Linked DNA regions of Mus musculus: region 1 is linked to region 2. A link is a contact called in public HiChIP or PLAC-seq data. All regions are on one chromosome and are shown on one strand. The core of a region is the stretch at or near the end of the contact, and the rest is flanking DNA. Distances in the headings are between cores, read along the strand shown.

Region 1 (2,985 bases), core at 75-2,574, 93 kb before region 2:
CTCAACTTTGTTCTAGTTAGATGCTTTGATTTTCTTGGCCAGTGGCTATTTCCAGAGATCAAATCAGTAGCTGTAAAATGGATAAAACACTAAACATCAAAATCATTGACTATGTCAAACTTGAAATGCCATTGAAGACTTGGCAGGAGTGATTGTCAGTTAACTCAACTCTTCATTTCCTGGACTATGGAGTCCTAGCACTGGTCACCTGTAGTGAGCCCTATGGACAATGGGTCTGTCCCTGAGGAACTCCGGTTTCACTGATGTGTGGGCAGGGGACAAAGGGTATATGCCCAGTAGTTTCACACACAGGCCAGATTGGGCAGGGGGTGTCACACCCACATGTCTGAAGACACACACCATTTTGAGTTGTGGGGTGGGGAAGCTGATGAAGGGCCCAGAAATGGACTTAAGACCTCTGATGTGTCCCTGTATCCTTCCCATGTCCCCCTGCTTTAGGGTTTCCTGTATAAACTTTTGTATACGGCTCTCCTGGAAGTGCCAAGGGAGAGTCCAGCCACCATGCCCTCCCTGGTTCGACTGGGACTCTTACTGGCCACCAAGGTTACAACCCAGATTCCACTCCACCCCTGCCTTCAAAGTAGGCACGGGTACTTCGGGCTTCTTTTTTGCTGGAGTCTAAGAATCCTGCCAGTCATGGCTGGCGAAGTGAGGTAGGCACAGGACAAAGCAGGAATCAAAAGCAGTCTGGGATTTGAGAGGACCTGGCTGTCCTCTGGGCCTCTCCTAGTAGCTTCCCCTAACCCCAGACTGCACCCTCCCCTTCCTGTTCCCCTTCCTCCCCGAGCTCTGAGCAGCCAAGCTTAGCTTCCAGTCAGACTTTCCGGAAATCCCCTACCCAATTTCCATCTCCTGAAACAAAGACTCTCCAGAGGCTTTGCCCATTGTCCTTGGGACAGGAACAATGAAAGGGCGGAGTCGCCTCCGGCTGCGGGGCTGGCTCTAGTCCTGGCTGGTCTCCTGTTAAAGCATTGGCCAGAGCGCAGGGTCCCACACTTAGGGGCACAGCCTGCAGCCTTTCTTCTTCTAGCTGAACCTCTGAGTCTCAGGGCTGTAGCTGGACACCTGCCGTGCCTCCCGCAGGCTTAAAGTGGCCCCCGCTGCCTACTAAATCCCCTTCGTCCCAGGGGCTATTCTGCTCTTGCCCACCCCCAACTCAACGTCCAGTCCAGCTCCTCTGACCCTGGGGGGACCCGGCCCCTTCCCTACGGCTCGCCTTGCGGGGTCGGGTCACAGGAGGCCGGAGGATTCCAATGTGCAAATAAACACAAGTGGCTTTGATCAGGGCGACTGGCACAAGAAAAACGAGCGCCCTGGTCGCCAGAAAGGGGCGCTTGAAAGCGGGCTGAGGAAGAGCGCGGGGGAGCTCTATTCCTTTCGCTGCTCTGAAAACCTATTTTGTTTGAAAAAGAAAATAGGCGATCCTGGGAGAGGGCCCCCGCCAGGCATTTCAGACTTTCCCTGGAACCGAATATCCCATGAGTGGTTCTTTCTGTTCCCAGTAGGGGGTGGGCTGCCTGGACCCCACCCTCCCTGGAGGCCTCGCCTTTGGAACATCTCGGGTGCCCTAGGGAGAGACAGAGGCAGAAAGGAGCTGGGCTGGGGTGGGGTTGCAGGCTGGGAGGGGGCCGGGCCTATTGTCTCCCTGGGCACCAATCCACAGCCCCAGGCAGCTTAGAGAGGGCAGACAAAGGAGGGAATGGGAGGCACAAAGGGGCGCGGAATGAAACGGTAAGTAAAGGCAAACAAAAGTGAACCAGGGAGACAAAAGCTGGGAACAATATTCCCCAGGCAATAGGCTCTGGGAACAATAGGGACACTGACAGCCCCACAAAGACACCAGTGTCTCCAAGTAGACGTTATCTCAGGCAGTGGTTGGCAGCCCCGCTCTGGCTGCAGCTATTTTCAGTGCCGCTTTTGTGCCATGCTGAACAATATTCCTTGCATGGCTGCTGATAGAAAGATGAGAAGGTTTCTGTTTGATTCTCTCCTTCCTTCCCTCCTCCTCCCCCAGTTCCAGCCCTACCAGCTCCAAGGCACTGCAAGCCCAAGGCACTGGCCCCATCGGGGCTGTGTGCTTTGTGTGTGTGTGTGTGTGTGTGTGTGTGCTGGAGAAGACCCAGGCAGCAAGCCAAGAGGGTCTCTTGCAGCACTTCCGCCTGCCCTCCGACTGCCCAGGGCCACGGAGAGTGGAAGACAATGGAGAGTGGGAGATTAGGGCTGGGCAAGTAGAACTTGGGAAACCCAATTACCTAAAGTAGTGAACCCTTAAAGAGACCCACTTGGCATTCTTGGCCTCACTGTTGCTGGCTCTTCAGCAGAAAGGGGTCCCACCCTGCCACTCTGCTGCCTCCTCCTGTCGGTGATCCCCACCCACAGCTTCCTTCCCTTCTGTCCCTTAGCCTTGTGAGCTCCCAACCTCTCTTCCCAGCTACACCATAGCAAACCTAAGGGGTCAGCAAAGTCAACTCTAGTCTTAGGAAAGCATGGTTGTAGGATACTGGCCCCTCCTAGACCAGCCAGACTTTGCTCAAGACTGCCCAAGTCACATCCCACTGTGTTAGCCTCTCTGTGGTCAGAAACTCTGACCTGGAATTCTGACCCAGGCGCTCCTTTCTCATGGCTACTCTGCCAATGAAGAGAGTGACACAAGTCTCTTGGGATTCATTATGTATGGCTTCACTGTGGGCTTTAATGCAGCCTCACGTTACCTAACTGCTATGGATATTGTCATATTCAGGTCATTTTCTATGTGGCTCAACCCCTTTGAGGTCTCTAGCTTCCTACGACAACTTGCAACCAAACTATGGAGAAAGGCGCTGATAACAGGGTGTAGTGGGCCACACCTTTAATCCCAGCACTTGGGAGGCAGAGGCAAGTGGATCTCTGTGAGTTCAAGGCAGTCTGGCATACACACTGCGTTCTCGGACAACCAGGGAAAGAAAGAAAAGACAAAAGGGAAGG
Region 2 (3,308 bases), core at 506-3,005:
TAAAAAGGGATTTCGGGTAGCCCAGGGTAGCCTGGAACTTCTAATCCTTCAGCTCCGCCTCCAAAGTGTTCTGTTAATACTGTCTGATTGAAACTGGGGTTTTGAGAAATAGTCTTCCCTCCAAGTTCCTTTCCCCTCCCCCCTCCTCCTCTTCCTCCTCCTCCTTGAAGAGAGTTTAAGCAGCCTTGGCTGTCCAGGAACTTGCTCTGTTGACCAGGTTATCCTTGAACTCATGGAGATCCCCCTGCCTCTGCTTCCTGAGTGCTGGGATTAAAGGTACATGTCACTAACCATCCAAGTGTCTTGGCTTCTTTCTTTCTCTCTCTCTCTCTCTCTCTCTCTCTCTCTCTTTCTTTCCTTTGTTCTTTTGTTCTTTCATGACTTATTTCATTTTATGTGCATTGGTGTTAGCGTGTCAGATCCTTTGGAACTGGAGTTACAGACAGTTGTGAGCTGCCATATGGGTGCTGGGAATTGGACCTAGGTCCTTTGGAAGAGCAGCAGTGCTCTTAACCACTAAGCCATCTTTCCAGCCCCAGCCTTGGTTTCTTTTGATCACCTTTTCCTTACCCAGAACTTATCAAGACCGACCTTGTGAACCTGGAACATAGTGGTCAGTTTGTCTTTATTGGGTTAAAACATAGGGGTAGTGGGAGAATGAGTGGGCACCAACCAGAGGATGTAAGATGTAGGCTTGGTGTTAATGAGTGACTTCAGACATCCCTCCTTTGCCAGATAGGATGTCCCAGACTCTGGCTTCTGTAGTGTTCTTTTAAGAAAGAGATTGCAGCATCCTGTAGTGCTTGTGGCCAAGTAAAGGTATACTGTGACTGCTCACATTTTAAAAAAAAGATTTTATATTTATATGAATATACTGTTGCTGTCTTCAGACACACCAGAGAGGGCATTAGAACCCATTACAGATGGTTGTGAGTGACCATGTGGTTGCTGGGAATTGAACTCAGGACGTTGGGAAGAATAGTCAGTGCTCTTAGCCTCTGAGCCATCTCTCCAGCTTGACTGCTCACATTTTGTTTCTCCTTCCTTTGGCTAATACCCAGGCCTGTTCCTGGTGAACTTGTGATAAGGTTGACCAGTCCCTGCTGCAACAGCCTAGAATTCTTCCCTTCCTGGGAGACAAGAATGGCCCAGTCAAATTCTTGGTTCTGTTGGAATGACGCACACCTGAAGATACATACCGTCAGCTCTTCAGAGAAGATCTCTTGGGGACGGATGCATCACAGTATCAGCCCCAGCAGCACCTCTCTCTTGGGTCTAACTTTGTATTGATTGACAATGCTTTGGCGCCTTTCTGTTGCTGGAAGACCATGTGGCGGTTGGGGGAACCACCTCAAGTACTGACTCTTCCAGGCCACTGCTCTCCACTCTATGGGACTTGTATCCCTCAGAAAGCCCAGTGCTGAGTTGGGTTCTGAGCTAGAGGCACTTGCTGGGTGGCCACCACCTTTCTCAGGCTCTGGGCAGGGGCTAGAGTTTCACTGAGCCTCCATCTGCCGATGTGGATAGATACCACTTGGCCAGCCAGTGGGATCCATCAGTCCTGGGGCTGGAGTATTGTCTGTTCATAGCCAGCTGAGAGACTTAAAACAGCCACAGCTGGACCTCATCCACCATAGGTCTGCTGCAAGGGGCACGGGGACCATCAGGAAAGGGTTGCCCTCAGCCTGCAGCCTGCCCAGCTCCCAGCCCTGAGTAAACACAGAGATAGGATCGGGTGGAGTCAGGAAGGGTGGCAGGGTGCGGCCTGTGGGAAGAATGGCAGGATGTGGCACGGGGCACCATTCTGGGCACCCACGCCTTGGGACCATTGTTCAGGGCAGCCCGAGGCTCTCAACTCTCTGGGGTTTCAGAGGAAGTGACATTCCCTTTGGGACCAGGGCCTGCCCCACCCATGTTACATGGATCTCTTTCCCTGACGATGCCCTTGGCACCAGCCACTCTTGACAAGCAGGGGGCGGGGAGGGCAGCCATGGAGGTTTGCTGTGCCCAAGTGGCCCTCTCTCTGAGGGTCTGCCTGCCTGTTGCATATGTCTTCCTGTGCCCTGGGTCTGAGTCACAGTCAGTCGACGATAACTTGAACCTCTCTCTGCATCTTGTGCGGAGGGAACGGGAACTGTGCATCTGGAGGGAGGAAGGGCTGAGAGTGAAGACTTTTCTTTGATCCCCATTCACCTGGGTCTGTGGCTGGGTGATTAGAAAAGGAAGTGGCTGGTGGCTTGTTTGGGGCAGAAGGGGGTTGGCAGAGAGTGGGAGTTGGAGTGGGGAAACCGGCTTGTGGGGAGAATGGGGGGGCAAAAAGGTGGCACTCTGCCCCTCCTCATCCTTGGAGGGGCTTCTCCACCCCTTTATCCAGACACTGGATTCAAAGTCCCAGGCAGCAGTTCAGAAACTCAAGGGAGAAGATGGCTGAAGCCCCCTCCTGTGAAGGGATGGCACCCTTTGAGGATGCTTAGTGAGATAAAGTTAAAGAGGAAGGAGTGGGAGACCTGCGAGGTGGGCTTCCTAGGAGAGAAGGAAGGTAGAGGAGGCGCTTACTGTTCAACCTCCTTGTTGGTGGAAGGCCTCTGACTGTAGTTCTGAAGTAGGGCTATCCCAAGGAGCACACACACTTGACTTCTCTAGGCCTCGCTATCTCCATTTATCTAAAAACTGGGATGCTGGACAGGAGGGAGGGCCACAGATAACACAGGAGAACTTCCACTGAGCTGGGTGCTGATGAGCGGTATCTGATTGATGGCTCCTGGCTAGGACTTGGGGTTACAGAATAGGGTAGAACTGGGGGATCCCATAGTTGTCTCCTGTGCACTGAGGGCTTTGGGTTTGGGGAATCTGGAAAGAGGGAAATCCCCTGAGAAGGCATGGCATGCGTTTTGCAAGGAAGGCGTTATTAAGGAGATTGATAGGGTCTTTAGCCCCTGGAGAAGAAGGGGCTTCAGGGAGGCTCCTATCAGGTCTATAAGAAAGCGCTTGTCCCAGCAGGGGAGAAAGAAGGAGGAATGAGCTCGCTCTGCTACTGCTGGTGTCCTTCACACAGAGGAAGTACAGGGAGCAGCATCAGTCTCCCTTGCTCCAGGCACTGTGCTAGGACCTGGGGCTACAGTGATAAGTGTAAGGTGCATGGGTCAGGTTCCCAGGCAATGGGGGAGAGCCAGAAACATCCTCAGGCATTCTGAGGCATCACCAGCTGTGATTGGTCCTTTGAAGACCAAGTTCAAGGTACCTTGAGAATGTAAAACAGGCACATTTGATAGGTTACCTCTTCATCTTGGGTTCTCTTATCCCCATTG

What was found. HiChIP or PLAC-seq counts read pairs in DNA pulled down with a chosen protein or histone mark.
Region 1: an HNF4G HiChIP or PLAC-seq map of pancreatic cancer cells shows a contact between it and region 2. The contact joins two enhancer-like sites. A contact is called at or near these places in 5 of 39 promoter capture datasets (cranial neural crest, embryonic stem cells, frontonasal cranial neural crest and 1 more), 1 of 15 datasets of contacts at CTCF or cohesin (embryonic stem cells), 21 of 484 Hi-C or Micro-C datasets (the AML12 cell line, cerebral cortex, cortical glia and 8 more), 21 of 115 datasets of contacts at active chromatin or transcription factors (cardiomyocytes, embryonic hindbrain, embryonic midbrain and 8 more) and 1 of 9 other capture datasets (adipose tissue).

What each region holds. Positions count from the first base shown.
Region 1 is chr1:133,491,465-133,494,449 of GRCm38.p6, reverse strand. No RefSeq gene overlaps it. Among named protein-coding and RNA genes, the nearest start is that of Sox13, 69 kb to the right of the region's middle. RefSeq lists an enhancer at 389-2,581. Within about 2 kb of position 1,324, at least 188 of the 459 cell types and tissues checked have an H3K27ac peak or open chromatin away from gene starts, as enhancers often do. A contact at or near this core is called in adipose tissue and pancreatic cancer cells, where this site is marked.
Region 2 is chr1:133,399,043-133,402,350 of GRCm38.p6, reverse strand. All of the region lies in intron 1 of Sox13 (SRY (sex determining region Y)-box 13), which reads left to right. Among named protein-coding and RNA genes, the nearest start is that of Sox13, 24 kb to the left of the region's middle. Within about 2 kb of position 1,755, at least 30 of the 459 cell types and tissues checked have an H3K27ac peak or open chromatin away from gene starts, as enhancers often do. A contact at or near this core is called in adipose tissue and pancreatic cancer cells, where this site is marked.